Regions from separate parts of the Danio rerio genome. Here region 2 is linked to region 1. A link is a contact called in public HiCAR-type data. All regions are on one chromosome and are shown on one strand. The core of a region is the stretch at or near the end of the contact, and the rest is flanking DNA. Distances in the headings are between cores, read along the strand shown. Region 1 holds the start of sdhaf3 (succinate dehydrogenase complex assembly factor 3). Region 2 holds the start of asns (asparagine synthetase).

Region 1 (4,771 bases), core at 1,575-4,074:
TATATATATATATATATGCACAAATATATTATTGTAAAGCCTCCTATTGAAAATATTCAATTAAAAGACAGATCTGTGAGGGGTTTATGCTGAGCGCTGTATATATATATATATATATATATATATATATATATATATATATATATATATATATATATATATATATATATATATATATATATATATATATATATAAATAAATAAATGTTCTCTCCCCTTTGAGTTTTTTCTTAAATGTTCTTTGGCTTGGAAATGTAGAATTAAAGTCTATAAAAAAACAGCAAAAAAAAAAAAAAAAAAAAGAAAGAAAGAAAGAAAGAAAGAAAGAAAGAAAGAAAGAAAGAAAAAGCCTTTGTCTTACCTGTATGCTTCACTGTAGATATATTTCTTGCTATCCGAACAAAAGAAGATGTCCGAGTCTTTTGGACATGTGAATAAGTTATTGTGAGAAAGATACTCACTGCTACACCACTTAAAAACAAGAAGTTCTGCTTAAATCTTCTCATGTCTAACGCTGTATAAAGTACAAGTTCCTTTTAAGGAAAAACAGATTCTCTTTAAAGCTCTTAAACGTCCTGCCCTAAACACACAGATGAATTTACAGGTTGTGCAACATAGTTTTGCTGCATCAGCAAAAATCAGTGAGTGTAAGCCTGTTATTTTATCATGCTGTTGTGTTTTTATACACAGACGTGAGCAGATAAGATGTCTTTCAATAACCAAGCAAAATATTTCCATTGCTTATTATATTATATTATATTATATTATATTATATTATATTATATTATATTATATTATATTATATTATATTATATTATATTATATTATATTATATTATATTATATTATATTATATTGCCTATTTGAAAATTTCTAAACTTTCTGAATTAATTTGTAATACATTACAACAGACTAATCATTAAAAATATAGCAATAGATAAAATAACAATTGAATGAACAGATGAATGTACATGATTGTAGGCTATTTATTTTTGTACAGTAGCTATATTGAATTGCGCAAGCAGCTTTTGCCGTTTTTCTTATTCGTTTCGGTAAATTTCACAAATCAGAATTTAAATTTGCAAAACTGTATTAGTGCATTTCTCAAAACAAAACAAAACAAAAAATAGCAAAACACCATGAATTACCTGCAAAAGCCAGTCTCTTGCTAAAAAATCCTTAGCTTATCTCTAAAGACTAAAAATCTGTGTCAATGAACATGTCAGTGCCGTCAGAATGACAAGTCCTTGTGTCATTGTGTATTGATAAGACAGTCATTGTTGATAAGACAAATTACTTGTTGTCAATACAGCAGTATACTCTGGAGGGATGTTCTTGTGTAATTTATGGCTACAGTTTTAATTATCAATATATTCTCACTTTTCGGTTACACCTTAGTGTTTGATTGCAAGAGACTGGACAAGATTCACATTTACACCTTTACTGTTTGTACTGTAATTTGTTAACAGGTAATTCCATTACGATACCGAAAAAGAAGGGCCCTGCATAACACAAATGATAAAAACAAAAGTAGAAATTTCATTTGCATCTTAGTTAGAGAAAGTCAATATTCACCTGGAAGCAATACCAATTAAGGACAGATTTTTAAAACAAAATATAAATGTATAAAAAATGGATTATGACAAAATTTTTTGATCACTTGTTCAACCCATATGCATGTAAAGACTTGCAATGAACAAAAACCTAAATGTTGTGATGTTTCAATTGGTTAAACTTACAAACTCAGGTTTAGCTGCCTTGAAAATGTGAGTCAACTCAACTTTGTGGGGCTGTCATGGTGGCGCAGTGGGTAGCATGATCGCCTCACAGCAAGAAGGTCACTGGTTTGAGCCTCGGCTGGGTCAGTTGGTGTTTCTCTGTAGAGTTTGCATGTTCTTGTGTGCGTTTCCTCCAGGTTCTCCGGTTTCCCCCACAGTCCAGAGACATGTGGTACAGGTGAAATAAATAAGCTAAATTGGCCATAGTGTGTGTGTGTGTGTGTGTGTGTGTGTGTGAATGCAAGAATGTAATGGTATTTTGTTGGCTTAGTTAGGCTGGATTAGTTGGTGGTTCATTCCGCTGTGGCAGATGAATGAAGGGACTAAGCAGAAAATGAATGAATAAACTCAACTTAGAGAGATTCGATGTATCCACTTAAGATGTTGTTACAGAATATATTTACCTAAAACACAACATCTTAAGTTGAAACAAAGAATCTCTCTATGTTGAGTTGACTCGCATTTTCATGGCAGCTAGTGAACTTGAGTTTGTAACTTTAACCAAACATTTTACAATGTGGTGGTGAGACTATCGTATAATAACATTATAATACATTTTGATCAGAATTACAATGAAACTTTTTTATGTGCACAAGTGACACTATGATCTGAAGATTGAACCAGTAGTTTTGAGAATTTTAATTTTGATCTAAGAAGCTACCAAAGCGACTGAAAAAAACTGCAATACAAAATCAGAGGCGATAGCGCCATCACCCGACCATTGATTTGAGTTGAATTTATTCCTGAAGAATACTTATTTCTCTGTAAAATTCTATACACTTAGCTGATATTCGACCACGGGAGTTACTTGTGTTTTTCACCACTGTCATATTATGCATGGCATCAGCTATCATATCAAGCTAATGCCATGGTTGAGTTTAACTTATTTGTACATCTATGGTAATATATCTTATTTAAAGAAAAAAGTCAATTTAAGGTATCGTGTCAGAGGAAACAATTATGCATCAAAAATGCCTGTTATTACTTACCAAGTTACCTGTTTTAATGTAAATTAATTCCGACAATCCTTATGCGATGTATCCTACAGGCCAGCAGAGGGCAGCAGCAGCTCCAATAACACACAGCGCTGCGGAGAAGAAACCAGCATGTACACAAGGGCATGCACTTGGTAATAAATTTTATGTAATTACTGTATTTGTATTAAGTAATCTGTCCGTCTCTCTTATAAGCTATGATTTAAGTAGCTCGTGTTCTGGGCTGCTGCAGTGCGTTATTGTGAATCATATCAGTTTCATACAAAGTTCACTGGCAGAAAAGTAGCCTAATGGCAAATCCAGCACATATATCAGCGGTTCGGACTTTGTATAAGAAAATCCTGGTGCTTCACCGATTTCTGCCCATTGACCTGCGGGCTCTGGGCGACCAGTATGTGAAGGATGAGTTCAGGAGACACAAGACTTCTTCAGATGAAGAGGCCAAACACTTCATGGTGGAATGGCAGGTAAGAGAAAGCAAATACATTTTAATTGACACCAGGCCTGTGTATTTTATTTACCCGAATAAATGTTTAATTTCTTTTCAAAGAGTGTAAATTTTAAGCAAATAACGTTAGCTCACCCTTCTGGCGGAGTATATTTAACATGTAATCTACATAACTTGTACTAGACAGCACACAAGTATTTTTTTCAGTGAAGTACTAGCTCTTATTAGTCAGCTGCTGGTGTATTTTCTTTAGGTTCCTGCTTATTACGTTATTATACTAAATATATTATTTATAGCCTATTATAATATAAATGTTTATAAATATATTATTAACGTTAGATACAAGCTGTTATTTATTAGACACTAGGAACCTTTGTAATGATCACTAGAAACAAGTTTTTTTTTAAACTGCTTGTTCTATGTTGGTACTAGTCAGAATGGTCACGGTATTTAATAATAAAAGTTTAAAAAGTACAGTTTAGTGAGGTGTAAATATTCATTCATTAATTTTCCTTTGTCTTAGTCCCTTTAATTTTCAGGGGTTGCCAAAGAGGAATGATCCGCCAGCTTATCCAGCACGTTTTAAACAGCAGATGCCCTTCCAGCTGCATCCCAGTATTGTAAAACATCCATACACAATTATTCACACACACATGCACACACACACACACACACACACACACACACACGCACACACACACACACTACAGCCAATTTTGTGTTATCCAATTCACTTATAGCTCATGTTTTGGACTGTGGGGGAAACCGGCACACACGGGGAGAACATGCAAACTCCACATAGGAATGCCAACTAACCCAGCAGGGACTTGAACCAGCGACCTTTTTCCTGTGAGGTGACAGTGCTAACCACTGAGCCCCAGTGTCACCCGGTGTGATACATAATGTAGTAATTCCATACTGGTTAATAACTAGGTACTTTACTGTAGTTAAATTATTGAAAAACATTACACTGTATGACATATTTATTTACTCAATTATTTATTTAAATAATATTTTTACAATTTTTTTGTGCTTTCATGTAATTTATATTTTTACATTTTAATAAAATTTAGATAATTTTGCTTACATTTTACATTCATCTTATTCTAGCGTATTATATTATTTATTCCAACTTTAAAATGTATTTATTTGTTTTTATTTTAATACTGCATCAATTTAGGTGACGCAGTGGCACAGTAGGTTGTGTTGTCGCCTCACAGCAAGAAGGTCGCTGGTTCGAGCCTCGGCTGGGTCAGTTGGCGTTTATGTGTGGAGTTTGCATGTTCTCCCTGTGTTCGCGTGGTTTTCCTCCAGGTGCTCCAGTTTTCCCCATAGTCCAAAGACATGTGGTACAGGTGGATTGGGTAGGCTAAATTGTCGGTAGTGTATGAGTGTGTGTATGTGTGTATATGAGTGTGTGTGTAGATGTTTTCCAGAGATGGGTTGCTGCTGGAAGGACATCTGCTGCTTAAAAGACGTGATGGATAAGTTGGCAGTTCATTCCACTGTGGCAACCTCAGATGCATCAATTTATCCTGATATTCTCTTTTT
Region 2 (4,771 bases), core at 1,213-3,712, 150 kb after region 1:
TGGGTGTTGAGATCCCGATCTTTTAATGATTAATCATGCAGCTTACACTGAATGCATTGATGCAGCCTAAACAAGTAGTGACAGAAAACACAGGAAAGCCTAAATGCTTTCATATATGTGATTTGTATGACGCAAGAGTCGATCTCTCTGTGAGAAAAAAAAAAATGTGAGAAAAAAAATATATATATACACACACACATATACATACATACATACATACATACATACATACATACATACATACATATACATATATAGATATTAATCCACGTGCCACGTGTTCCAAACCGTTGGTTGTGATCCAACAAAGAAATCTGTTACACAAACATTTAGGCCATGTAGTCTGAAGTGTTTTTTATTCAAATAAATACAAAAATTTCAAATATTTTAATACCTCTAAATAAAAAAGTAAGACTTTCAGTAATTCAGTGGATTCATTGAGATGAGATGTCAAAAACACTGTTACCAACCTTGATGTGGTTGTAGATTTCACCGTTGTAACATAACCACAGATAAGGGAACTTTTTGACTCGCAGAGGCTGCATGCCATAAAGCTGGTCCACAATCGCAAGACGGTGAAACCCAAAGCAGCAGTTAGTGAAACCGTTGACATTCTCGAAGCGGAAAGCATCCGGTCCACGATGAAAGATCTTCATGGCATTAGTGCACTGAACTGAAAGGCACTCATCACTACCAAACAAGGCCCATATGCCACACATTCTGATGCTGCGGATTAATAACAACATCAAAGGTATTATTAAGTAGAATATAATAAATATAATTTAAAAAATCATATTTTAAAATGGGCACAAACTAACAAGCCAAACTGCAATCCCATGAAAAGTGAAAATGACAAGTGAATTAAAAGAGCTTAAATTAAATATACAGTACATAAAAATGTATTAGTTAAGTTTATAGAACAAAATGGTTACTGCAAATTATATATACTACAAAATGTAGTGTTCATTGGGCCTATTAGAATTAAATCTATCAGGTTTAAAGGTACAGTTCAATAAAAGTAAAGGAAAAAATTTTGAAAAAAAAATAATAATCAACCAATCAGAGAGTAGAAGCGAGCAAGGTGAGAAAGAATACACCTTTAGCTTGCTTACTTGCTCTCAAAATACTTAGTTTCAAGTTTATTGCCTAGTATGCATATAAACAAGTAATTGTTTCATATACATCTATGTGAGATATTGATTTTGAATATTAAAAAAAAAAAACTCTTGACTTTTTGACTCTTCAGTTTTTGACTCTTTTTTTTTTTTTCTTCAGAGTTGTTTTAGGACTTTCGATTCATGTATCTATGGGGAAAATTACTAGAAACAACAAACGCCAAAAACAGTCGAACTACTTGCTTTACAAACAGTGTGTAAATAAATAGAAAATGTAATAAATAAAAATAGCATTTTATAAGAAAATATCAACATCAAGCAGCATAATGAACTTTTTTACAGCTAAAAATCTATGGAAGTGAATGAGTCATTAAATCTCGAGTAAATAATGTTTGAATGGCTGAGCCTGCTTTTATCAGAAAGAATAGGGTGAAAAGGATAAAGTACTTTTGCAACCATTGTTGCTGAAAAAGCAGGGCAGTAATGTACTACTGTATTTAGCTTCGAGTTTCCGCTGATGAGCCATCTTGCTTGAAATTTTCTTTCAGTTAAAGCATACTGTTGATTATCAAGTTAGTAGCTTTAACTGCCTTAAAAGTGTATAAGTTATTGCTTAATATATATATATATATATATATATATATATATATATATATATATATATATATATATATATATATATATATATAAACTCCCTTAAAGAGAAATAATGAGATTCATACTGCTGCACTATGTTTGCATTGAAACATCTTACTGTTAATTGGTCAATATTGTCAATAACAACAACAATAAACATAATACATATATACACAACTAAAAGTAAAACGTATCTTTTACATTCTTTAAAAAAAAGTATTAAAGCCGATTAGCAGATGCGCAATTTACGTGAATTGGTTACACTAGCAAGTAACTTATGCGTAATATTATAATAGCCAAATTGTTCATATTATTAATAGGAGCTTTTATCCTGTCATCAATACTTCCTGACTTGCAAAACCGGCCCACACATACACATAGCTGGCTTGAGCAACTTAACTGTTAAACTGCACAGATAAACCTTATAACTGTAAAATGCATGTAAGCAATACATTAGCTACGTTATACAAAATAAGCTGTTCAATTTTAACATTAATAGCCTAACGTTACTGCTGCTGAAACTAACATATGGCAGAAAGAGCTGCTTTGATTATTAATACTTGTTTAGTCGGAGGCTGTACTTCTGATTGCATATGAACGCATTAAACAGTGCGTATGACGTAAAACCACACATAAAGAATACTACCTTTAAGGATTTATTTGGTCAGCACTGGTCGAGAATAAGAGATAGGTCGCGTTTCCCGTGTTTCGCACTGAAGTTCGGATGATGAAACACATGTGCGGCGTTTCTGTGTCCTCTGCTGCTTCAGAGTGATAGTCGCCGCTGATTGGTCGTAATTCGTCATGTGACTGCTCAGCGTACTAGAACTGGAAGTACTGATGATGAACTGACGTATACTAATTCATTTCTCTTAATAAAACACAAAAATATATTGATGCTAACTGTTCCTTTTGTAAGCAATACCCAGAGTCAATACCCTTAGTTCACTTACTTTGGTAATGCAGTTATTTTAATTTGGTTTGGAAAGATTTTTTTTCCTTTTAGAAATTGAGTACTTTGAGAGTGTTAATGTTAAAATGTTTTGTTTGGTTTTGTTTTCTGCAAAACAGAACCTTTACATAAAAAGAAAATATATTTCCTTAATCTTATTAACAAAGTTTTATATACATAATAGTACAGCTATTATATTATAATACATACAAAAATGCAAACTCCATAGAGCAGCGCCAACTGACCCAGTCGAGGCTCGAACCAGCAACCTTGTTGCTGTGAGGCGACGGCACTACCTACTGCGCCAATACATATATAAATATATATTCAAAATCATTATTTCACACACAGGGGGTGCTGGTGGGCTGGTGTACTGCAGAATTCAGTTCCAACCCCAATAAGATACACTTGAACCTAATCAAGCTCTTTGTAGAAATACTACAACAGGGGTGTCCAAACTCGGTCCTGGAGATTCGGTAGCCTGCAGAGTAGTTACAACTTGCTTCAACACACCTGATAGGAGGTTTCTAATATATCTAGTAAGAGTTTGATTAGCTGGTTCAGGTGGGTTTGTTTAGGGTTGAAGCTAAACCCTCAAGAACACCGACCCTCCAGGACTGAGTTTGGACACCACTGTACTAGGAACTTCCAGGCAAGCATGTTGAAGGAAGCTGGAGCTAAACTATTCATGGCACTAGCCCTCCAAAACTGAGTTTGGAAACCCCTGCTATTCATATATACCACTTTAATACTCTCTATTTTGTTTCTCTGGATTTACTAGGTATGGGTTTGAGAAAACTTGTTATTTTTATAATTATTATAATATACACTTTTACATTTTTTTTAAAATCTAAAGTGACAGCTTTTCTAATGGCTCAAAACTTAGGACATTACACAGTACACTTCAATTATTGTGTTCTGCTACATGTGTGTGTATGTATATGTATATCACATTTTTTTCTTTTTTTTTTTGATCTTGAGATACTTTAAGACTCTTAAAATCCTGAAGTGACTGGTGAGATGTAAACTGTATATCCAGATATTATGACAGTTTTTAAGCTAACATTTTTTTAGGTTCCACTGGACATTAAATTCAAAGAGAGCACCCAGATACTAAATGCATTATGAGGGTTAATGAAGCCTGTTATTGTTACTTTTACCTTGCATACACACACAACTTTTTTGTAGTTCCTAATACAAAAATGAAACATATACATAAAAAAGCTACCTTCAGACTTGTTCAGTTGACCAATAACAACCATACTTGCACATGTGTAACAAAAAGTTGTCTCTTTATGCTCTAGGCTACATCTGTAAATTTATTACAAATAGACAATCATTAGTCACAATTCTCATCATTAACAATTAGCAGAACACAACCGTCCATGGACATTTAAGTATAAAAGTAAATGGTCCATGACAAACAATATTTGTTGTGGTGTTTGTTTGGCTGAAGAGTGCGGCACTTTATGCTACATAATAACCCAGTGTCATTTACACTGGTCATGTGTGTTCATGAAATATCAATTGTCAACACGTGCCGGACACTGAATTGTAGTCCTTAATAAGATCGATCAGTGATAAATAGCAACTGTGAAAATAGTGCAAAAAGATCTCAAGCACTGGAAGAAAGGACAACAAAATTATAAAGCTGTAAAACTATGTACAAGTTTGAATAAAAATCATATAAACGTTTTAACTAATGTTCTGACTTGTTTTTCTTTCAGCATGCTTTCCTATTTATAAGAAACAGTGTCAGACTTCCTGGAGAGGCACTTCAGGAAAACAAAATAAAATCAAAAACCAAAGCTTTTGTTGGTTATAAAACTAGCTGCCATTAGACTGCCTACTAAAATAACACTTGTCGTTGATCAGGATTCGTTTGAATAATTAGCAGATAAAGTGACTGAAATGTTTGCATCTGAAAGCAGGCAGCACTGCTGATGTTGGAGAACCCCGGACTCGCTCTTCATCAAGTCTCTGCTTTACTGCTCTGACTGAGGTTTAAAGTAGTCATCTGTCCGAAATACACTGGGAAGCTCCGGATGTCTTTGTGACTGCCTTCTTG

What was found. HiCAR-type assays count read pairs that join an accessible place to other places.
Region 2: a HiCAR-type map of caudal fin shows a contact between it and region 1, with 4 times the contacts expected there. The contact joins the promoter of asns here to the promoter of sdhaf3 in region 1. A contact is called at or near these places in 4 of 18 Hi-C or Micro-C datasets (caudal fin, embryo and an unstated tissue) and 1 of 4 datasets of contacts at active chromatin or transcription factors (caudal fin).

Annotation. Positions count from the first base shown.
Region 1 is chr19:27,937,334-27,942,104 of GRCz12tu, forward strand. It overlaps sdhaf3 (succinate dehydrogenase complex assembly factor 3), which reads left to right and starts at 2,825. Exons shown (of 2, transcript NM_001005926.2): 1 at 2,825-3,239. The coding sequence starts at 3,063. It also overlaps a transcript of c1galt1a not described here.
Region 2 is chr19:28,089,979-28,094,749 of GRCz12tu, forward strand. asns (asparagine synthetase) reads right to left here and starts at 2,463. Exons shown (of 12, transcript NM_201163.3): 1 at 2,398-2,463; 2 at 471-726. The coding sequence starts at 719. It overlaps bloc1s4 (biogenesis of lysosomal organelles complex-1, subunit 4, cappuccino), which reads right to left. Exons shown (of 5, transcript NM_001003475.1): 5 at 4,000-4,771. The coding sequence ends at 4,689.